Linked DNA regions of Mus musculus: regions 2, 3 and 4 are each linked to region 1. A link is a contact called in public ChIA-PET, Hi-C and Micro-C data. All regions are on one chromosome and are shown on one strand. Each heading gives the region's core, a stretch centred on a gene start, on an enhancer-like site or on the middle of the called end of the contact. The rest is flanking DNA. Distances are from core to core; before and after follow the strand shown.

The links. A called contact is a pair of places that touch in the nucleus more often than the background predicts. ChIA-PET counts read pairs in DNA pulled down with a chosen protein or histone mark.
Region 2: a Micro-C map of the HL-1 cell line shows a contact between it and region 1, with 7 times the contacts expected there. The contact joins the enhancer-like site here to the promoter of Larp1b in region 1. A contact is called at or near these places in 8 of 484 Hi-C or Micro-C datasets (the G1E-ER4 cell line, the HL-1 cell line, cardiomyocytes and 5 more), 1 of 115 datasets of contacts at active chromatin or transcription factors (stem cell-derived neural progenitor cells) and 1 of 9 other capture datasets (adipose tissue).
Region 3: a Hi-C map of the G1E-ER4 cell line shows a contact between it and region 1, with 2.8 times the contacts expected there. The contact joins the enhancer-like site here to the promoter of Larp1b in region 1. A contact is called at or near these places in 2 of 39 promoter capture datasets (liver and stem cell-derived epiblast-like cells), 19 of 484 Hi-C or Micro-C datasets (DN3 thymocytes, the G1E-ER4 cell line, Sertoli cells and 8 more), 3 of 115 datasets of contacts at active chromatin or transcription factors (embryonic stem cells and stem cell-derived neural progenitor cells) and 3 of 9 other capture datasets (adipose tissue, embryonic stem cells and pancreatic islet).
Region 4: an RNA polymerase II ChIA-PET map of effector CD8 T cells shows a contact between it and region 1, with 41 read pairs. The contact joins the enhancer-like site here to the promoter of Larp1b in region 1. A contact is called at or near these places in 3 of 39 promoter capture datasets (fetal liver, hematopoietic stem and progenitor cells and neutrophils), 5 of 484 Hi-C or Micro-C datasets (the HL-1 cell line, Th1 cells, Th17 cells and 2 more), 1 of 115 datasets of contacts at active chromatin or transcription factors (effector CD8 T cells) and 2 of 9 other capture datasets (adipose tissue and liver).

What each region holds. Positions count from the first base shown.
Region 1 is chr3:40,949,209-40,952,290 of GRCm38.p6, reverse strand. It overlaps Larp1b (La ribonucleoprotein domain family, member 1B), which reads right to left and starts at 1,641. Exons shown (of 10, transcript NM_001040399.2): 1 at 1,607-1,641.
Region 2 is chr3:41,181,001-41,184,082 of GRCm38.p6, reverse strand. No RefSeq gene overlaps it. Among named protein-coding and RNA genes, the nearest start is that of Gm40038, 9.1 kb to the right of the region's middle. Within about 2 kb of position 1,597, at least 68 of the 459 cell types and tissues checked have an H3K27ac peak or open chromatin away from gene starts, as enhancers often do. A contact at or near this core is called in the HL-1 cell line, cortical neurons, embryonic fibroblasts and 2 more, where this site is marked.
Region 3 is chr3:41,162,564-41,165,645 of GRCm38.p6, reverse strand. The region is part of intron 2 of Gm40038 (a long non-coding RNA gene); the gene reads left to right. Among named protein-coding and RNA genes, the nearest start is that of Gm40038, 9.4 kb to the left of the region's middle. Within about 2 kb of position 1,680, at least 14 of the 459 cell types and tissues checked have an H3K27ac peak or open chromatin away from gene starts, as enhancers often do. A contact at or near this core is called in the G1E-ER4 cell line, where this site is marked.
Region 4 is chr3:40,759,361-40,762,442 of GRCm38.p6, reverse strand. Hspa4l (heat shock protein 4 like) reads right to left here. Exons shown (of 19, transcript NM_011020.3): 5 at 1,980-2,079; 6 at 1,528-1,661. Among named protein-coding and RNA genes, the nearest start is that of Hspa4l, 15 kb to the right of the region's middle. Within about 2 kb of position 1,507, at least 39 of the 459 cell types and tissues checked have an H3K27ac peak or open chromatin away from gene starts, as enhancers often do. A contact at or near this core is called in Th1 cells and effector CD8 T cells, where this site is marked.

The sequences.
Region 1 (3,082 bases), core at 392-2,891:
TAAAGTCTAGAAAACTGAGTTTATAAAAACTCGGAGCCAGGCGGTGGTGGCGCATGCCTTTAATCCCAGCACCCGGGAGGCAGAGGCAGGTGGATTTCTGAGTTCGAGGACAGCCTGGTCTACAAAGTGAGTTCCAGGACAGCCAAGGCTGTAAAGAGAAACCCTGTCTCCAAAAACCGAAAAGCAAACAAAACAAACAAACAAACAAAACAAAAACAAACACACAAAAAACTCGATTAATATTTCATAGTTCAATAAATATTATAATGCCTAGTACTCTGTGTAAATCTAGATATGGAGGGGTAACAGAGTGATCAACAGGTTTCTCTACGAAATTTTAAGAAGACTTGATATACCATGTTCTCTTCACTTATTTAGCAATGGTAGTAAACTGCTCTTTTCAGCAGGCCAGAATTGTACTAATACAAGATGGAGAGCAAAACTCAGTGCTTTTGTTTTGTTTTTCCTTAAGGTGTCAAAATTTAGTAAGAATTAATAAGGAGAGCAGAATGTCTATAATCCCAGTATCTTGAAGAAGACAGTGACGTGAGGATCAAGAATTCCACAACCCCCTGGGCTACACAAGTAGATAGTGTTTCAAAAAGCAAGCAAAATAACAAAAGCAAATAAGTTAGTGAGCATTTCTGCGTGCAAAACCTAAGAAACTAAATTGGTTCTGCGTGCAAAACCTAAGAAACTAAATTGGTTCAACATTTATCTCCCCCTACAGGAGAGATAAAACAATCACAATTGTACAGGATCCCTTCACCGCATTTGACCCTCACAACCCCATAAACATGCTCAAACTTCGGCTGTTCCACCAACTCTCCCCAGACCAGCGAAAACTTGCCAACAAAACAGCCGCAATTCCCACAGAAAAGTTCAGTTATTTTAGTGCAGTTTTATTAAAAAAAGAAAAAAAAAGAAAAAGGAGAGTTTTACTCAGCATTTCCATTCTAACTTTTTTCTTTTTGACTTCTCTTCGAACGCCTAATCCTCTACATCAATCGGCATACGCCACCAAATACAAGCCAGTCTTCATTTTACTTTCTAACTGCAGTTGCTGCAACCCAAATAAAGCCCCAAGGGCCATATTGCATGGGTCAGCATTCGAACGCAAAGGCACAACCCAATTGCTAACGCGCAGGCTACCGTGGGACCAGCTGTGCGATCCGGACTCTGAATCAACTGTCCTGTGTCAGGCATTCTGAAACACAACCACACAACCGCAAAAACACCTAATACCAGCTGCCTTCACAGCCACATCTACCTAGCAGCTTTTCGAGACTTTCGTTTCACCACCTCACTTCAGGAGCCAGCCCAATCGGACTTCCACTTACAAATCCGCTCGTCCCGACTCGCCTCTACTCTGTGTCAAGTTCCCGGAAACTTTTCCACGGTATTCACCGCGTCTAGGACGCCGACACGTGAAGGCACGAGCCCAGCACAGCCCCGCTGCCCAGTCACCCACGTCGTGCCCCTACCCGTCAAGGAGAACCTGAGGTCCCACCTCTTCCTGTCGCTCCCTCTCCTAGATGTCCATTTATGTAAATCGGCACGGTGAATGACACCTAGGAACCAAACACCTCCCGCGGACCGCACTCACCGGCCTCCGGGGAGTCCTGAGCGGGCGACGGCACGCCGGTGCCCACGGTGGACAGGTGCTGCGGCAGCTTCTTGGTCCACGGGTTCCCCTTTGGCGGCGGCGGCGGCGGCTTGTCCTCCGGGCCGGCTGCCGCTGGGTCCTCGCGGGCGTCCTCCGGTGGGTCCCGCGGTGCTGGCGGCGGCAGCGGCGGCGGTGGTGGTGGCGGCGGCGGAGGCGGCGGCGGCAGCGGCGGAGCCTCCCCGCCGAAGGGACCCCCGGGCGCACGCGCCTTGTGCGCCAGGTGCAGCGCCAGCGGCCTCACGGGCACGGCCGCTTGCGGCACGCTGTGTCCCAGCACGAGCGCCGGCGACGGCTCTCCCCGCGCACCCGCGCTGGTGGCGGCCGCGGCCCGCTCCTCCCTCGCCTCCTTGCCCTCCCGCTCGCCGGGCGCCGGCTGCTCCGCCCGCCGGCTCGTCGCTGCCAACAGCGCGTCCCGGTCTCCGGCCACGGCGGGCGGGTCCTCCCGGGTGGCAGCGGCGGGCACCGGGGCGCGAGCGGACATGGCCGGCCCCTGGCCCCAGCCTCCTGCCCAGCCGGGGGCCGTCCGGGTCCAGGGAGCCCGGCCGCCCCTCTCTCCACACGGGGGCACCGACCCGCTTCGGTCCTGGGACGCGGAACCCGCCCGCCGAGGCGTGCAGCGCCCGGCGTGCCCGTCCTCCCCGCCCGCCGAGCGGAGCGCTAACCGCCCGCCGCCTGGCCTCGTCGCAGCGCACGGCCGGAGCTCGCCACTCGCGCCGGGCGCGCCCGAGCCGCGAGCCCTCAGCGGGCGCGGGCGACAACGCGGCGCTCCAGCCAGTCTGAAGGATCTCTGGCGAGCTGCGGAGGCGCGCGCGGCCTGAGCCGGTAACTGTCCCTGAGGGCGGGGCATGCAGAGGGCGAGGCAGCCAGGGGCGGGGCGTGCAGAGGGCGAGGAAGGCTACTGGGCGGGGCGTACAGAGGGCGAGGAGGGCCAATGGGCGGGGTGGCCAGGTAGGCGGGGCGTTTATAGGCTGAGGCGGGCCGATGGGCTGGGCGTGCGGAGGCGGAGGCGTCCAAGAGGCGGGGCGCGCAAGGGGAAAGGCGTGCCAGTGGGCGGGGCGTGATGTAGGCAAGAGCCAAGATAATCAGCGTTCAGTAGGCCAGGTGCCCAAGGACCAGGGCGAGGGCCAGTCAGGGTGAGGGGCGGGGCGGGTAGAGGGCGAGGCAGGTTAGGGGGCGGGCACCCTGGAAAGTGACGTGGCCACTTGCGGGCATTCCCTAAACGCTGCGGGCGACCGCGGCCTGTGGAGTCTTCCCGAATGCGGCGGGCATGGTTTGATGAGAGCCCCGCCCTAGCGGATCGCGAGGATGAACCTGCTACGCTTGGGGAGCATCTTACGTCTGTGACCCAGGGACTAGGAGGACAATCTTCAGGAACCAGGAGGACCAGAAAGTCCATTTGCGCTAAGGTGAAACGCT
Region 2 (3,082 bases), core at 348-2,847, 230 kb before region 1:
ACCAGCTCGGATGTGATGAGCCTATTATCCCAGACATTGTGAAAAATGTTCTAAACCTGTGTGTTCACATACTTAGTGGCAAACGCATTTTCATTTCATTCTGTCTCATTTCAGAAAGATTAAGATCTGTAGAGTAGTGATAATACATAGTAACATCACGGAAAAGTGAGAGCCGGCTTCTGACATGGGAATCGTGAACAGAGCCACACATGTGGCCAAAACCGTCTTATAATGGTGAGCACAGTTGATGCTGACGGATCGGACCACACGTTTGGCTCTGGGCTTTCTAGCAGCTGCTTTGAAGAAGAGAAAACAGTCACTTGCATCAATCACCAGGTCCACGAGATGAAAGTGCAGGAACAAAAAAAAAAAATGACTGTTTTCCTTTACGATGGCCAAATGAGAAGAGGACACAGGGACAATGAACGAAGCATCCTGTAACAGTTCCAAGAGCAAGCCTCGCGTGCTGTGACTTAGAGTGACTGACATTGACAGTTTTGCATCTAAAGCCAAGTCTGCATGTAAGCTAAACAGGGACACTACTGTCCAGTTTGACCAGTGAGGTGCTTGAGGTTCGGAGTGTTAGCTGACTTGCCCATCCACACCCATGAAGCTCACACTGGGATTTATGCAGCACCACCTGACCCAAAAGACTGAAACTCTCTGCATTCCTCACGCAGTGCCAACCCACATAACATGAGGAATCTCCCCCATCCATAGTTCCTCTCCTCAACCTTCTCGTGTACACACATTTCCCATTCAAAACCTTGGAAAACGGAACTCTGAGGAAGCAAAAGTATAAGCCTTCATTATAAGAGAAGAGACCCCCGCCCCCCTTAGCTTTGGGATGCCCTCTGTTCTAGCATCCATGCAGTCTAAGTGTTGGTTGAAGCAGAACGAGAGCTGGTGAGTTCCAGCTTGCAGAAGCAGCTGCCCCTGTGGGTGGTACCAAGAGCCCCGGGTCTTCCCGGCTGGTCTCCCACAGCTGGCAGGTGATGTCATCTCTGGCAGGGAAAGGTGCTCATGGGAAGAGGAACAGAAAGGCCTGTGGGAGGGCAGACGGGGTCATGCTGAAGGGGCTCGGGGGCAAACCCAAGGATCAGGGATTCATTTCTCATACTCAGCAGCCCATAGCCAGGGCAGTAAGCCAAGGAGCCCACATGTGGGGCAGGAAGAGCTAGCTAGGAGCACAGAGCTTTCCAAAGATGTGTTTGCACCCCCATCCCAGACCTACTGAATAAGGATCCCAGGTCAAGCTGACCTCAGATGGCTCAGAGAGGCAGAAACCTAAAACCTGTATCAAGATCAGCTCTTCACACTCTGTAGTATTTATTAAAACCTCTTAAACATCAGACTCCGGGCTAGCCACAGATGAGAGAGATAAACACAGACAAGACCTGGTTCTTAAGTGCACAGTTCACCAGAGGAGACAGAAGTGAAGAACTATACACAGAAACACACATAAAATTACTGACGTTTTCTCGTGCCCAAGCTGTCTACCACAGCTGCATCAGCTGAATTCCCCAGCTCCTGAGAAACTCAGTGCTATCCATCAAAAGGAGCGGTGTTCAGTAAGGCAGAACCTGAAAGGAGGAAAGCGCCCTCTGGTGGCCCTCTGAGTAGTGGCAACTGCAAGAGCCCCAGTTCTACTACAGTTAGTGGACCATGGCTCCAGGTTGGTGGCCAAAGTCTCAGAGTAGCCAGGAGCGGAGAGGATTTTGCTTTGCTTGAAGTGGCAGGTCAGTCCCACTCTTCCTTGTGTCTTTTGGTTTGGGGGTCATGTATCTGAACAGCTGTCACCGTTCTCATCTGTGCTATCACGTGACCGGTTCTGAAGCCAGGCTTCGCTCTAAGTCCCTGAAACTCTAGCACGGGGAAGACACAGCAGAGAAGCACTCAGCACACATATGGCTGAGAAGCAAACTAGCGGTGCTATCCCAACCCGCCCAGCTGTGCCCCGCTTTTTTATTTTTTGTAGGATCTTGGGAGCAGGACAAATAATCACACTCCCTAAGTCTCTGAAAATAAACGAGTTCTTAAAATATTTAAATATAATCTATGTCCTTCCTAAGAGTCTCTGTGAAAATAATATTCATAAGGGGTAAACTTTGTGCTTGGAGCTAAGCCTGGTATGGCTTAATTTGCAATAGAATAACATGTAAATTTATGATAATAAACTATATTATTTAAATGAAATTATAAAAATAAGAGTAACTCACTCATATTCAGTTTTCATGAATGCTGACACCTCTTGAAGAACATGGCAGCACGATTTGTATTCGGGCCTGGGTTGGAGCGTGATCCACGGGAATCCGGGAATGTTGGCTGGAAGCATGGACACAAGGAGCCCAGGCAAATCTCCTCCTTGTGGTATATTCAGCATTTCCTGCACATCCTGACCCAAGAAGCCATGAAAGAATCCACTCAGCACAGGCACCTGTGTTATGGGGCTGACACAATCACTCAGCAGCAGTTGTCGGAGGCTGTCAGGGATGCAGGATGTATCGAGAGGAAGCAGAAAGAGAGGACGTCTGAGGGTATGATGGGGGGCTTCGGGAGAGCGGGTAGAAAAAAGCACAAGGAAAAGCATCAAGAGCTGTTTGCAGCAGCTGCTTACTGTATGAAAACGTAAACAAACCAGCCAGCAGTGTCCAAAGGAAGCTTGCATTTTGAGACATCTTGATTCTGCCTCTAACTGAAGCTTGTGACATTCCTTCCTGAATGAAGAAATAACAGAGACTATGAAGTACATCTGCCAACGATGTAATACATCTGAGCTGGAAGACAGCAGCAACACACAAGCGAAGAGATGGTTGGCTGAATCACTCATCACTGGGCAGCCTGGTCCCTCACTGGATTCCACCTGAGGAGAGCCAAGAGTCGCTCTGTCCATGAGATCTGGCTGAGCCCAGGGTGTCAACCCAGCACCTGTGTCTGGGAGGTACTTGCCAGGGGCTGACAGTGGCCAGGGAAATGGCTGCAGTCACCTCCAGATGACAGACAACTCGGTCCTCATCATTCCTAATTTTGGACTGTGCCTTTGAGGCTCTCTGGCGGCGATAAGCCTGCCTGACTCCAGGCA
Region 3 (3,082 bases), core at 431-2,930, 210 kb before region 1:
TCTGGGATGATTTACTATAGGAACCCAAGCAAAGGCACTGGGCCCCGTGAGTCACTTCAGTCTCCTAAAACTTCTTGTGCCATTTCTTCCCATCCTGTTTACTTACAGTTTGGCCCTTGTTCTTGTCCTTTACTCTCACCTGTGCAAAGTGTTTCAGAATTACCTCCAGCCTAAATTCTTTCCCTCGTGTGAATGCCCATCTCCACGCAAGCATGACAGCCTCAACACTAAACCGACCTTCTCATGTCCCTCATATATTCACAAGTCCCATCTCAGACAGTAGGGCTCCTGATTACCCCTTCATCCCCTCCATCCTCCTTCCTACATATTCTGATTCTTCTTCCTAAGCTCTTCTCATGCCAACTGCTCCCTCTCCAGATTACCAATACGTGCCTTAGTTCAGGCTCCACCAATTCCCCCAGACAACGGGCTCTTACCTATTCCCTTCCACCTTTGACTTTAATCTTTCCACACTGAACCTCCCTGTGGCAAGCAGAGGGACCTTCCTAAAATGAATACCATTCCTCTCCTTAAATGGGTGAGTGGCTCCTTGGGAACGAAGACCCACTTAGTGGGACCTGTCTAGCGATTTGACAGCTGGCTTCTGCTTACTGGTCCTCCCTAGTTTGCCCTTCTCTCTCCATGATAGCTGATACCCCTATTATCATGCTAAACAGCTTGCAGCCTGGTATGAAATGTATCTGCTTTCCCTCTCTGATCTCTCCGGTGATGGCATTAGGATTGAACTAGCTGTTCTCTACCAGAAAGAGCCCGTCCCATTCTTCGGCTCCCTAGTCAACTCATCTTTCATGAGTTCACGCCGTCCCTTGAACTGAACAGCTTCACCCCAGTCCCAATCTTGGGCCTCACACTCACCCTTAGGCATCCAGGCATTCTTTCTCTTCATCCCCTACATCATGCTTCTTTGTAACTGCTACCACATGTGTGTCCCTAAAGTCGCCGATGTGCATGCTCATAAGGTAAATCCTTTGTTTGTCCTCATGACTTCAGGGTCAGTCTGGCACTGTAAACCATGTTGACAGAAATCTCCTAACACCTGCTCATCAAAGGATCAGGTCTAGCAGTTCCTAGGGAAAAGGGACATTGTCCACCCATATTCATTATACCAAGAGGGACATATTCTTTCCCAATTGGAGAATCCCATGGATGGGATGATAACTAGTGGGTGGGTGTGCGTGGGGGGGGGTGGAGTGTAGAATGTATGAACACTTGGACACAGGGAGAAAACTGATGTAATGAGACAGAAGAGCAAGGGGTGTATACAGACAGGTATTTCAGATGCGCTCCAACCACAGGGTCATATAGGAATATAAATAAGGCTGTGTGAATTGTTTACTATATCAGCTATAACAAATAAAAATGTATTCCATGCCTGAAATCCACAAAATATCTGTTATTTGACAGTTAAGGAAGCCAGAACTCAGACACTGTGCTCCATGGACTATGGCAAGTCTATCTCTCTGAAGACTCTGGTGAATTTAAAATCTAGTCTTCTTCAGCTTCCTAGGGCTGTTCTCCTGTGACTCATCAACCTCTTCCAACTTCAAATCTACCGATAGCCAGCCAAATGTTTTCCAAGTCACTGTACACTGATACTTCCTCCCTTCCTCTAAGGACCTCATGTTTATACTGTGTTCACCCAGATAATCCTGGACCATCTGCCCAACTCAAAGTCAACTGTCAACAGCATAGATCGACCTCAACCACAGTTCTTTCTTATCACATGACTTAACATTTTCACAGGCTCTGAAGATCAGTGCCTAGCATCTTTGGGGAGTCGTACCTCTGCCCATCACCCTCAGCAGCTAATGGGAGGCCTCTGTCCACCTCTCCATCCCTGACTGCCTGGATGAGAACATAGAACCCCAATTGCCTGAATGACGACACAGAGGCCCCAACTGTCTGGATGTTGGGAGCACAAAGGTCCTTGTGTCAGAGATAAGCACTAAGGAAACCCGGAATGTCAAACATGTGGGGTCGGCTCTTCAACAAAAGGAATGTATAACCTATTTTCCTCCCAGAAGGCTAGAGCTGAAAGTTGTTGATAGCCTAGTGACCTGTGCTATCTGCAGGGTCAGGCAAGACCTGACTCCCTCAGACTCTTATGTTTAGCCCAGACCTCCTCTCTAGACCTTTATCTTTAGCATTGTTTCTCCATCAATAGAACTCATCTTTACGGGAGATGCCACACATACTTTATAGCCTGGTGACCTCTGGACTATGTCTGTATGACAGAAACCACACAAGATCCTCCCCTAAGCCTGAAGCTATAGAACTCATCTTTGTGGAAGAAGTCAATTGTACTTTAGAAAAGAGTTTTGATGTAGTCGTACTTTAAGCTTTATTGTGCACAAAAGATTGAGTTAATTGTTACCAGGAAACTTTTTGCCACATTGTACTGTACTTACATATGCCTAATGTCAGGTGTGGTGGTACATGCCTTTAATCTCAGCATTTGGGAGACAGAAGCAGGCAAATCTCTGTTAGTTTAAGACCATTCTGGTTTGCAAAGTGAGGTTTAAGACAAACAGAACTATATAGTGAGACCCTGTCTTGAAAACAAACTAAATTATGTCTAAAATAATCTACCTTGTGTCAGACTGTCGTAGTTAGGGTTTTGTTGCTGTGAAGAGACACCATGACCATGGCAACTCTTATAAAGGAAAACATCTAATTGAGGCTGGCTTCCAGTTCAGAGGTTTAGTCCATTATTATCATGGCAGGAAGCATGGTGGCACAAAGGCAGATAAGCTGCTGGAGAAGGAGCTGAGAGTTTTACATCTAGAACCAAAGGCAGCAGGAAGAGAGAGAGAGAGGCTGGGCCTAGCTTGAGATCTTTATACCCCAAAACCCACCTCCAGTGACACATGTCCTCTAACAAGGCCACACCTACTCCAATAAGACCTCACCCCCAATAGTGCCATTCCTGAGGTATCTATGGGACCATTTTCATTCAAATCAGCACACAGACTCTAGAGGTTTGAATCAATTCCTCTATGGAGTCACACTGAGCTGGATTTTCTCCTTGCCTCATTTATACTGTTCCTCCGGCAGCCCTGTT
Region 4 (3,082 bases), core at 258-2,757, 190 kb after region 1:
CAAATCTGCAGAATTATATGTAATCAGTCAATTTCCAGGCTAGAATTTAAGCCTTTTGGTTATAATTTTTTTAAAAAAAAACCTACTTTACTTTTATAACAATACAGAACAAAAGAATACACAAGAAATAACACCCTTCCCACAAGACTAGAGCTGGCAGCTGGGCAGCTGTCTATAGGTCATAAGTCAGAGATCTCCAGGATATCTAACCCTTCTCTCCAAGAAATGAGAAAACAGTCATAATCCCATGATTAGGGAGTCACTACTCTGCAGGCATGGCTCTTCAGTAGTTTCTTCTTGAGGGGACACCACACTACGATGCAAGAACAAGTGGTGCTAATTTTCCAACAGACTCACACACACTCCATGAATACAGAATATCCACAGGGTACAGGGCTGCCCAGCATGAAATGCAAAAGCATCCTTCCATGTAGTGATGTGTGTATTCAACTGAGAATCAGGGCTGTTGGGCCACTACATTTATCAGACTTCAACAAGACTCACTGATGAAAAAGTATAGATGAATATACTTAAATTTAGTTAGAGAGAGAAAAAAAGAAAAATCCACCTTTGTTAATAAGTTAAAATTCAAGACTAGAGGCCAAGAATTACGTACGGCCACTTATACAAAACTACCTATAATTTCAACGATGGCATTTCCTTTCATTTTGTGATTCTAAGGATTCCATTATAGTACTATGGAGGTAGTACCACAAGGCTATGCATCTGGACAGATGGCAGACACAGAACAGCACAGACACATAGTACTCACAGACAGACAGATTGCAAGCACTACATAGCTACAGAGACCCCAGGGGACTCTCCCACAGGCCTGGCAGCTCACAGGTCTCTGCAGCAGCAGGTTGCAGGGATGTAGCTGCTATGAGTCATCACACTGCTGTGGGCTTCATAGTGCTGCAGCTGCCACTGAGTCACCTATGCTCCTGGAACGCCCTCCTTTACTCATACTTGAGAAGTGAGTGCTAGGGTTCATTAAAAAAACAAAACCAGCTTCTAGGAGGTTTTCATCAGTAAGAGCAAAGTTAAGAAACTTGCTGACGGTCATTCTTTTTGTTGTTGTTGATGTGTATTATGTATGTATGTATGTATGCATGTATATGAATATGTATGTGTATATATATGAAAATTATATGAATATATTATATATATTATATGAATATATATAATGAGAATGTTTAGATTTATTTTGATGTATTTATGTTTTGTCTGCATGTATGTCTGTGCACCATGTGCATACTTACTATACTCAGAAATCAGAAGACGAGGTCAGATCTCCTGCCACCGGTTTCTGGTGGTTGTGGCCCACCTATGGGTGCTAGAAACTGAACCTGGATCTTCTGCAAGAGTAGCAAGTGCTCTTCATTGCTGAGCCATCTCTCCAGTCCTGCCTTGATGGTTATGCTTTTAAGAGGCAGACTAAGACTTTCAGTCCACTTGTTAAGGGCTTTATATACTATGTGCTCTCACTCGTCACAGTTATAAATAGAAAGTAACTGAGCTACTTACTTTCAGTTTTCCTTTGTTAAAAGCACAAACAGAGACCTGGTAGGCAGAATGTCCCATGTCGATAAACACAACATTCCTTGGTTTCTCATCTAATGAGGGAAGATCCTGCTTATAAATTCCATATGCCAGTGCAACTGTGTGAGAACAAATATTAAGTTAAATGTTGTATAGCTTTGGAGAACAAGACAAAGAAAAGTCATTTTTACACGGTACTCTAATATACAGTATGGTAAAATATAGATTCAACCTACAATAACTTTTCATAAATTACTTAAGTGTTTTATTTTCGTGACTCATCTGAAAAGTTACAGCAGTAACGGCTCTTCAAGTTCAAATATGAATTCAAACTCTGTATTCCAAAACAACAAATTATAAATAATACAAGAGTTTGTACAAATAATACAAGAGTTGTAGATAGAAAATGCTAACTCTTTAAGGTAGCCATCACCAACCTGCAGTGGTTTCATTCATCAGCCTCAGACAGTTTAGGCCTGCAACCTGGGCTGCGGCCATCACGGATCTTCTCTCTGCGTCGGTGAAAAAGCTCGGGATCTGGCAAGAACAGTCATAAGTTACTGCGCCACAGACTTAATAGTAACTGCAGGAAAACATGCGACTTTAAATCAACATCAAATGCTAGAGTGGATTCTTAAATTGGATACTTTCTACGCCATGCAGACTGGATTTGGAGTGTGAACACAAATGCGATTAGTATGGCAGACCACCAGTTTTGTTTGCCTCAAAGAAGCAGTGTTAGTCTGTTTGCTGCACTTTAGCTTGCTCTCTCTAAGGCTCATTAGTGTGACCCTTGTGGAGGTAGACTTAGTTAAAGATGCTTAAGGGAACTGAGAGGTATTGGTCTAGAAAGGAATGATGGACTCCACTTCTGTCTGGACTCTTGTGTGGCAGTCTGGTCTTTTCTTCATACATATTCTTGCCAACGATGCTGTAATGTCCTCACTACAGGACAAACTAATAGAATTGCCCATTATTAATATTCATCCTTCAGAACTATGAGCTAAATAAACCAGTTTTGTAACAAAGGTACGCTGTCTCCATTATTTTGATACAGTACTGAAAGCTTGACTAATATGTTAGACTATTTAGGAAGGTGGCATACACCTTTAATCCCAACACTTGGGAAGTAGAGGCAGGAGGATCTCTGAGTTTGAGGTGAGTGAATTTCAGGTCATTCAGGGCTACTACACTACTACATAGTAAGAATTCATCTAAAAAAAAACCACCTAAAATAAGTTAATTTAATACTAGTCCATATTTAATAATAGTAAACTGAAGCCCTAAGACTATACTGAAATAAGGTTAGGTATATCTAATATAGTATATCCATATAGTAGAATCCTATATAGCTAAGATCAGCTAGATCTCTATTGCCACGAAATAGTATATTATGCTAAAAAAAAAAAAAGGAAAGAAAAAGAAAGGAGAGGAGAGGAGAGGAGAGGAGAGGAGAGGAGAGGAGAGGAGAGGAGAGGAGAGGAGAGGAGAGGAGAGAAGCAGAGCAGAGCAGAGCAGAGCAAAGCCAAGCCTTGCAGGG